2 separate regions of the Mus musculus genome follow, and region 1 is linked to region 2. A link is a contact called in public promoter capture Hi-C data. All regions are on one chromosome and are shown on one strand. The core of a region is the stretch at or near the end of the contact, and the rest is flanking DNA. Distances in the headings are between cores, read along the strand shown. Region 1 overlaps Optn (optineurin). Region 2 overlaps Phyh (phytanoyl-CoA hydroxylase).

Region 1 (4,037 bases), core at 1,341-3,840, 96 kb before region 2:
TAAAAAAAAAAAAAAAAAGTTCCTGAATAACTTATGCCCTTGAGCCTGAAGAGTTTTAAGTTTAGGAAAAGTTCCTGAAGCCAGGAAATTAAAGAGTTCACAGTAGTCTGTACGAGAGACATATAGAATGATCCTTCTGTTCATGTATTCATCAGTACACACACACACTCACTCTCACACACTCACAAACACACTCACTCACATACACTCATATACACACTCACATACACACTCACACACACTCATTCACACACACACTCATACACACACACACACTCATACACATTCAACACACATACACACACACACACTCTCTCATACACTCACTCACACACACACTGGCTATGTCCTTCCTTTCCCTTTCATTTCTCTTTATTTTTTTAAATTTTGAGATTGTGTCTTATCCAGCCTAGGCTGAGCTCAGACTCACACGTAGCCTAGGAGAGGAACTACGATGTTCCCTGCCTTTGCTATGCTAGGATTACAGACGTGCAGCGGCTTCTCTGGCTCTGAGTCCCAACCTTAAGACAATGGAGAACACTGAAGACTGGTACAGTGGTGCATACCCCTATGAGTCTGGTGTCTGGTAGACTGAGGCAGTTGGATTTCAGATTTAAGGACAGCTTATGTGACAGCAAATTCCAGATCAGCATGAGTGCAAAAGCAAAACGGGGGTGGGGAAGGTGGAGAGAGAACAGGATGAGCTTACATGAAGAGAGCACGCTGCCAGAACAGCACACCGTTAACTGATGGACCAACAGTTAATGGGAAAGTATTGATGTTTCTAAGCTCGGATAAAACTCATATGCAAATTGACAACTGGCGGGCTTCCGGGAGAAGAGCTGGATAACAAATAATTACGTAAGCTAGAAGCAGACATTGGCAAGGCAATATAGTCTCGGAGTCTTTCCCCACACGAATAAAGTTATATTTTGACCTGGTGACCTGTGATCCCAGAAGCCTGAGTAGGTCCAGGTTTAGCAGTAAATCCATTATCACACAGGCCTAGACTGATAGTGGATGTGGTGCACAGAAACACAAGCTTGCCCAGACTGCTTTTCACATAAGTCACTTGGGGAAGTCTTGCGCAAATCAAGTCTACTCAGGGTTTCCGTGTTAGCTGGATATTAGTGGTCCATACTTTCTCCTCACACAAGGTCCACCTCCTCTCGAATGCTCTGTCTCACGTGAATGTCTGACATTGTCTGACAGGTTGGAAGCGAAGTGGAAACACTGAGCATTCAAGTGACCTCTCTGTTTAAGGAGCTTCAAGAGGCACACACAAAACTCAGTGAGGCTGAGCTGATGAAGAAGAGACTTCAAGAAAAGTAATAACTCATTTAATTTCCTCGCATGATTTATGAAGTGCGTTACTGTAGCAAAGCAGTTTTGTTACTGTATTAAAACAAGCAGGGACCTGATAGACGGTTCAGAAAAAGAGAACTTAGTGTTGGTGTGTATTCCTGAAGCTGTTGTCACACGGGTCATAAGGACACAAGAGGACTTGCACTGTGCTGTGAAGAGCACCAACCTCTGTAACCCCTGTACAGAGCTACATATAGTATTGTGATGTGAGAGATTTGCTGTACTTGGCATTAACACCCTGCACATAGCCATAGTGTATCTGTCTTTCGGCTCTCATAGGAGATGCTCGGGGCTTTCCTTTCCTCTTACTGGATCCTCATCAGAAATGAGAGTCTTTGTGACAGGCAGACTTTAGATTCTGAAGGGTGCCCAGGGATTTTGCTGTAATTTGCTCCTTAGTTCAGGTTGGGTAAAAATATATTAAAAATATAAGATGTTTAAAATATCCCACCCACCATAAGGCGGGAAGAAACAAAACAAGAAAGCAAACCTGAAGCAAAAAGAACAAAGTGTTTTGCCCTGTGGCCCTACCACACTCTGTACTTGATATCCTCTTGAGGATTTGTGCAGAAGCCAGGGAGAGTGACAAAGTGTTGTTTCTCCTCGGGGAATATTCATCTTTTTCAGGTGTCAGGCTCTGGAGAGGAAGAACTCTGCAACACCATCAGAGCTGAATGAAAAGCAAGAGCTCGTTTACAGTAACAAGAAGTTAGAGCTGCAGGTGGAGAGCATGCGCTCCGAAATCAAGATGGAGCAGGCCAAGACAGAGGAGGAGAAGTGAGTGTGTGCACCTGTGTGCGTGGGGTGGGGGCGGGGCGGGGGCGGGGCGGGGTGGGGCGGCAGCTCACCCAGAAGGGGAAGGACAGCTGGCCAAATACAGATGGGGTGGGGTGGGGGTGGGGGTGTACCTGGGAGTCATGGCATAAAATCTGTTTTACCATCTGGAAACTAGATGTCTAGGAGACTCCTGGACAGATTAAAGTTTTGCGTTGTAGCAAAAATAGGAAAATTATTTTTATTCTATCTTTTGAGAGAAAGACAGTCTTATGGAAGATACCATTTTCTTTGAGAGTAAGAAAAATGCTGACAAGTGGTGGCTGTAGTTTCATTTCTGTTCCATGATAAAATAGCCTGACAAAGCAACTTCGTGGACAGAGGGGTTATCTTAGCTTACACGGTCCAGCCACTCACTGGGAGGGAGTTGGCCAAGGCGCTCTGGGCTGGAAGCCCATTCACATCATGTCAAGAGCAGAGAGAAATGAATGCTTAGTTCTCAGCTTGCCTTGCCTACTTCTATTGCTTAGTTTTGTTTTTTGAGACAGGATTGGTCTGTGTTTCTCTGGCTGTCCCAGAATTCACAGAGATCCACCTGCCTCTTACACCCGAGTGCTGGGATAATCGAGAGCCCTAAGCTAGGGACTGGCCGGTGTCACTGCTTTCATGTGGCAGGTCATCCGACATGGGTAAAGGCAGTGCAGACAGTCCTCACAGACAGGCCCCTGAGCCAACCTGATGGAAGCGATCTCTCACTGAGACTTTCCTCAGGTGACTCCTGGTCCTGTCAAGCTGAGAGTTAAAAGTTGGTGGGATGGAAAAAAACCAAGAGATTTTTCTACTTGAGTTTTCAAAGTCTGTTAGGGAGACAGGAGGATGGGCTTCTGTGATATTTCCCTCATTATTCCACTTTTAATATCACATTTTAATAGGTCCAGGTTAGCCACTCTGCAGGCAACTCACAACAAGCTCCTTCAAGAACATAATAAGGCACTGAAAACAATTGAAGAACTAACCAAGCAACAGGTATTTACAGAGCAAAGGTACTTCCATAGCCTGGGGATTGAACCACCAAATGACCCCTCAACTAAATCCACTCTCAAGAACTGCTTTGCGGTTATCAGTTGTAACAGAATTATTATAGCTTTTCACCTCAGCTTGTATATAAAACGTGACTTGTGTATGGAGGGGGTGCTGATGTCTCCAGGCAGGGCAAGGGCTTTTCCTACTTCCCGAGGGTGTGTCTGTAGGAAAGCTGAGAGCCTGGGCTCCTTGTCAACAGTGGAGCGAGACAGCTAGCTATAGCCATCTACTGGCTGAGACTGTGCAAGGCCATCTTGCCTGCTGGCACTGAACTTGGAACCCTGGTTTTACAGCATTTAGTTTAAATTAGTAAGGATGTTCGAATAAGCCTAGGGCCTCTTGCATATTTGGCAAATGTTCTACTATTGAGCTACACCCTCCTGCCTTCCCTCTTACAGGGTCTCAGAGTTACTTGAGCAGACCTTGAACTTGCAAGCCTACTGCTCAATCTCCTGAGTAGTTACGATTACAGGTCTCTGACATAAGCACCATGTTTTCTTTTCCTTTTCCAGAGGGGGCAGGGTGTAGGGGGTGGGGTCCATGTACATATTGGCATGTTCATGTGGAAGTCAAAAGCTGACTTTGGTATTTTCTTTGAGACAGGCCACTTTAGTTTCTGAGGGTCTCTCTTATTGAAGCTTACCAATTGGCTAGGCTGGCCAGCCAGCAAACCAGGCACCCTCCTGTCTCTGCATCCCCAGGACTAGGGTTGCAAGCAAGAGTTATCACCATATCTACCTTTTAGATGGATGCTGAGGAACTGGCCTCAGATCTCATACACACAGCAGGCACTAGGGACTGGGTAATCCCCCAGG
Region 2 (4,086 bases), core at 798-3,297:
CCTAACGGTCTCCCACCACATTCCACTGCATGACGGCCCACAAATTTGACCAAGGTACGTGAGGTTAAGCAGAGACCAGATGAATTGCCCGCAGCCTTTCTAGAGTACCAATATACACCCTATGACCCCAGCAGCAAAGAGCATAAAACTACCGTGACAATGGCTTTTATAGACCAGGCTAGTAGACATATCAGGAAAAAGTGTCAGAGGCTAGAAAGACAGAATAAGTCATTGAAGAATTTAGTTCAGGTTGCTGAGAAAGTCTACCATAACAAGGAGACAGAGGAGGAAAAGGAGCAGAGAAAGAGAATAAAGAAAAGCGACAGGGAAGGAATCTACAGAGTCCTGACTCTCAGGCTAGACTCAAAATACACAGAAGAAGAAAGGACTCAGATTGCTAGCCACCCTACCAACTATTACCAAGAGAAGGTAGAACAATGGCGCACACAAGAAGGGAGAACTATACTCCCCAGAAAGCAAGCAAAAGACTTACAAGGCCAAATGCATCAATGGACTCATTTAGGGGATAAAAAAGCTTGTCCAAGCAGTTAAGGGACCTAAAGTGTATATATAATGGACCTCAGGCTCTGGTCCAGAGCGATAGTAGAACAGTATAAGGTATGTTGGCAAGTGAATGCTTATGCAGCCAAGAGTAAACAGGGCAAAAGACCAAGGGGAGAACGGCCTGGAGCTCATTGGGAGGAGGACCTTGCAGAAGTTAAGCCAGAAAAATATGGTTACAAATACCTTCTAGTATTTGTAGATGTTTTCCCTGGATGGGTTGAAACATACCCCACCAAGCTAGGTACCCTTGTTTTCACTCCTCAGCACCAAAGGATAGTAGGGTGACGACTAACCTGTGTTTATGGAAGGTGTTGGGCTGGTGGTGTCATGCAAGGAATCGTGTGTGAGAAAATGAGATTCAACCTTTATCACCTCCATGGTTCTCTCCTGCGCACTGTAGCTGTGAATATTCACTGTATGCTCTAACTGAGAACAACACCTCTATGATAGGAAGCTGGTAGGAGGCGGGCTCATGAGGGGAGGGATGTACAACGTGAGGTAGACTGAGCTTCCAAGAAATCATTTCTGCTTGCATAGAAAGAAATTGGGGCGCTGGAGAGATGGCTCAGCAGTTGAGAGTAATGACTGCTCTTCCGAAGGTCCTGAGTTCAAATCCCAGCAACCACATGGTGGCTCACAACCATCCATAATGAGATCTGACTCTTCTGGAGTGTCTGAAGACAGCTACAGTGTATTCATATATAATAAATAAATAAATCTTAAAAAAAAGAAATTGACTTAATATGCCTACATTATACTCAGTCACCTTTATTAGTTACACCCTAGGTTAGTTTTTCTTAAAACAGTAATATTTCACTCCATTAAGACAATAGTACCACATTAATTAAATTCATGAATCCCCAATACGTGCATCTTGATCTTGTTAACAGGTGATAAAAAGAGAACATCATCTCAGTTAAAAATTTTTTTCCTTAGATGTCTTTCTTTGCTTTGATGTCCTCTTTAAAGGAATTATAAGGAAGAGCTAACTCTTTTCATTTTGTTTATGGGGGAAAGAGGAGGAGATAGCATCCTTCTGTGTAGCTCAGGCTGTACTCGAACTCTCGATGCTCCTGTCTCAGACTATCATCCCAGTACCTCACTCTTGAAGGGCTGTTTCAAATGTTTATTCTTTCTCCTTTCACAAGTCGGCTTCGAAATATCCAAGTGTCCTAAAATAAGATCAAACAGAGTTTGTGAAATACTTCCATTGGCCTACCCACCATGATTAAAGGGTTCAAAAGCCTTTATAAATGATTAAGTAGGAAAAATATTAATAGTTATATTGATTAATAGATAAACTACATTCTGGGACTCCAGTCAAGATAGTGTAGATGATTGGTGACATGGGGTGTGACTTCTGTGTGCCCCTTGTACTAACAGCCCTGAGTCATCACTGATTCTGTCTTTGAGCCCTATGCCGGCCTTTGTGATGACAAAGAAAATAAAACCAGCTTTCCAAATCGAATGTGCCCGCCCACGGGGATTGATTGAACGGGTCTGCAACAACAGGGACTATGCACAGCTAAAGCTCTATGTTGCCCTTCTTAGTGGGTTCAGCCACAGCTCTGAAGTGAGCGCGAAACAGAAGCCTGTCTGCTTTCAGATTAACCCCGAAGGAAGGGACCCCTAGCCCCCTAGCGTTTCCTCTGTGATCGCATGCAGTACCTTAAAGTCCATGACTCCTTGGAATCCATACTTTTTCTCTGCCATCTCGACAACTTCCCTTGCAATATTTTCTTGACTGGTGCCGCTCACATCGATACACTGGCAGTCAGAGCTGCCGAAGTGGCAGGAAATTGCCTGTAGAGAAAGGACCGACTAAGATTGGAGAGGAACAGTTTGTCGATCCCGTTATGCCCGAAGCCAAGTAGAGCCCTCTGAGAACAGAACTGTTTCACTTGGATTTGATTTTTCAATTGGAGAGGTGGTCTACAGTATCTTACACCAGTCTCCTCCCAAGGCTAAGTGAGAAATTATAAAATATTTTAAAATTTCAAACAATGTTTGTGTGTGTTTGTATGCATGTCGCAAGAGGACATACATACAGAGAACACCTCTGTCTCCCAAATGCTGGGATTAAAGGCATGTGCCACCACTGTTCGGCGACACTTCTTTTTAAAAGGTGTATTTAGGAAGTCTAGTCCTTGAAGAGATCTTCAATATTTTTGGGCATTTAAATTTTTCCACCAGCACTCGGGAGGCAGAGGTAGGCGAATTTCTGAGTTCGAGGCCAGCCTGGTCTACAAAGCGAGTTCCAGGACAGCCAGGGCTATACAGAGAAACTCTGTCTCAAAAACCAAAAAAAAAAAAAAAAAAAAAAAGAGGGAAATGTGAGCTCTTCCATGTGCATTCTGTTATGAAACAATGGTGAATATTTTTCTAGAATATTCAAGACACTAGAAAAAATAGAAAGGGTAAATTCATGATTTCAGAACGTATATTTTTTTGTACTGTAATGACTACAGCCCACACTTGTACGACTCTCGGGGCCATCCCTGCCTCTTGTTTTAAAACATTGGTGTAGTAGGCAGCACGGCTGTTGGATTGTGAAGTACTAGAATATTACTTAGCTTGATAGCTGGAGTTTTACCAACCCCTCAGTTTTGTCCCAAGACAGCTCCTCTGCCTCCTTTGCCTAATTCCAAGCTCCAGACAAGCTAGAGGGAACGTAAGTGAAGAGAAGGCTATGTCTGGCACCTTCTCTTTGCCCTCAAAGAGCAGCAGGGCTGGATGAGAACCATGTGACAAACCATAAAACCCCACTTAGACCCAAAGGAGCCCTAAGGTTTGGAATGGACCCCTGTGTTCCCATAGGGAAGAGAGGACCCACAGGACTGGCAGATCTACTGGACTAGTGGAAGTGAGAAGCAGGGGGCATTTGTGGGGAATTTTTAATGTAGGCAGCAGTGTATGAAGTTGTATACACTCTTAAGGTAAGGAATAGGAGTGCCTGTTGAATCCGATTTCTGTGTAAAGTTTAGAACTCAGTACTGTTTAGGATCAATGCTATATTTCTCAATAGTGAAGATATTATAAACTTGCTTCCTGTTGTGCCTTAGAGTGAACATTATAAATTCCAAATGATTCTCCTTTGGAAATTCAGCCATTGTCTTTGCCTTAGAAGCAGCTGAGTGCAGAGAAGGACACTGCTGTTGAGAACTCTATGGACAGTCGCGGCTCAGTGATTAGGGGCCTATAATATTTTGTTTCCTCCTAACAGAGTGAATATTTATGCATTTCTTGGTCAACAAGCTGGTCCCTCAGTAAGAAGCCCTGCAGTCTTTGCTATCTTAATGTATCTTGAAGGCTTTGTTCTAGACCACTCATCTTTGGAGAGGTAGCCATCTGAGTCCGTACTTTCCGGAAGCCTTGAGTTTTGTTCCGACCAGATCCATGGATGAGCAGAGGGTGGAAGAAAACAGTATCGCCCTTTTCCATCACTAGGTGGACCCGGGGGCTGTTGGGGTCATAGTCTTGGATGCCATGGTACATTTTGTTAACACCTCCCTAGAACACATA

The links. Capture Hi-C pulls out chosen DNA fragments and counts their contacts.
Region 1: a promoter capture Hi-C map of liver shows a contact between it and region 2. The contact joins two enhancer-like sites. A contact is called at or near these places in 1 of 39 promoter capture datasets (liver), 1 of 484 Hi-C or Micro-C datasets (nephron progenitors) and 3 of 9 other capture datasets (adipose tissue, liver and pancreatic islet).

The regions. Positions count from the first base shown.
Region 1 is chr2:5,032,259-5,036,295 of GRCm38.p6, reverse strand. Optn (optineurin) reads left to right here. Exons shown (of 14, transcript NM_001356487.1): 8 at 1,213-1,328; 9 at 1,993-2,142; 10 at 3,072-3,165. Among named protein-coding and RNA genes, the nearest start is that of Mcm10, 21 kb to the right of the region's middle. Within about 2 kb of position 2,590, at least 25 of the 459 cell types and tissues checked have an H3K27ac peak or open chromatin away from gene starts, as enhancers often do. A contact at or near this core is called in liver, where this site is marked.
Region 2 is chr2:4,935,957-4,940,042 of GRCm38.p6, reverse strand. Phyh (phytanoyl-CoA hydroxylase) reads right to left here. Exons shown (of 9, transcript NM_010726.2): 7 at 3,925-4,074; 8 at 2,233-2,367; 9 at 1,300-1,736. The coding sequence ends at 1,683. Among named protein-coding and RNA genes, the nearest start is that of Gm13194, 4.1 kb to the left of the region's middle. Within about 2 kb of position 2,047, at least 3 of the 459 cell types and tissues checked have an H3K27ac peak or open chromatin away from gene starts, as enhancers often do. A contact at or near this core is called in liver, where this site is marked.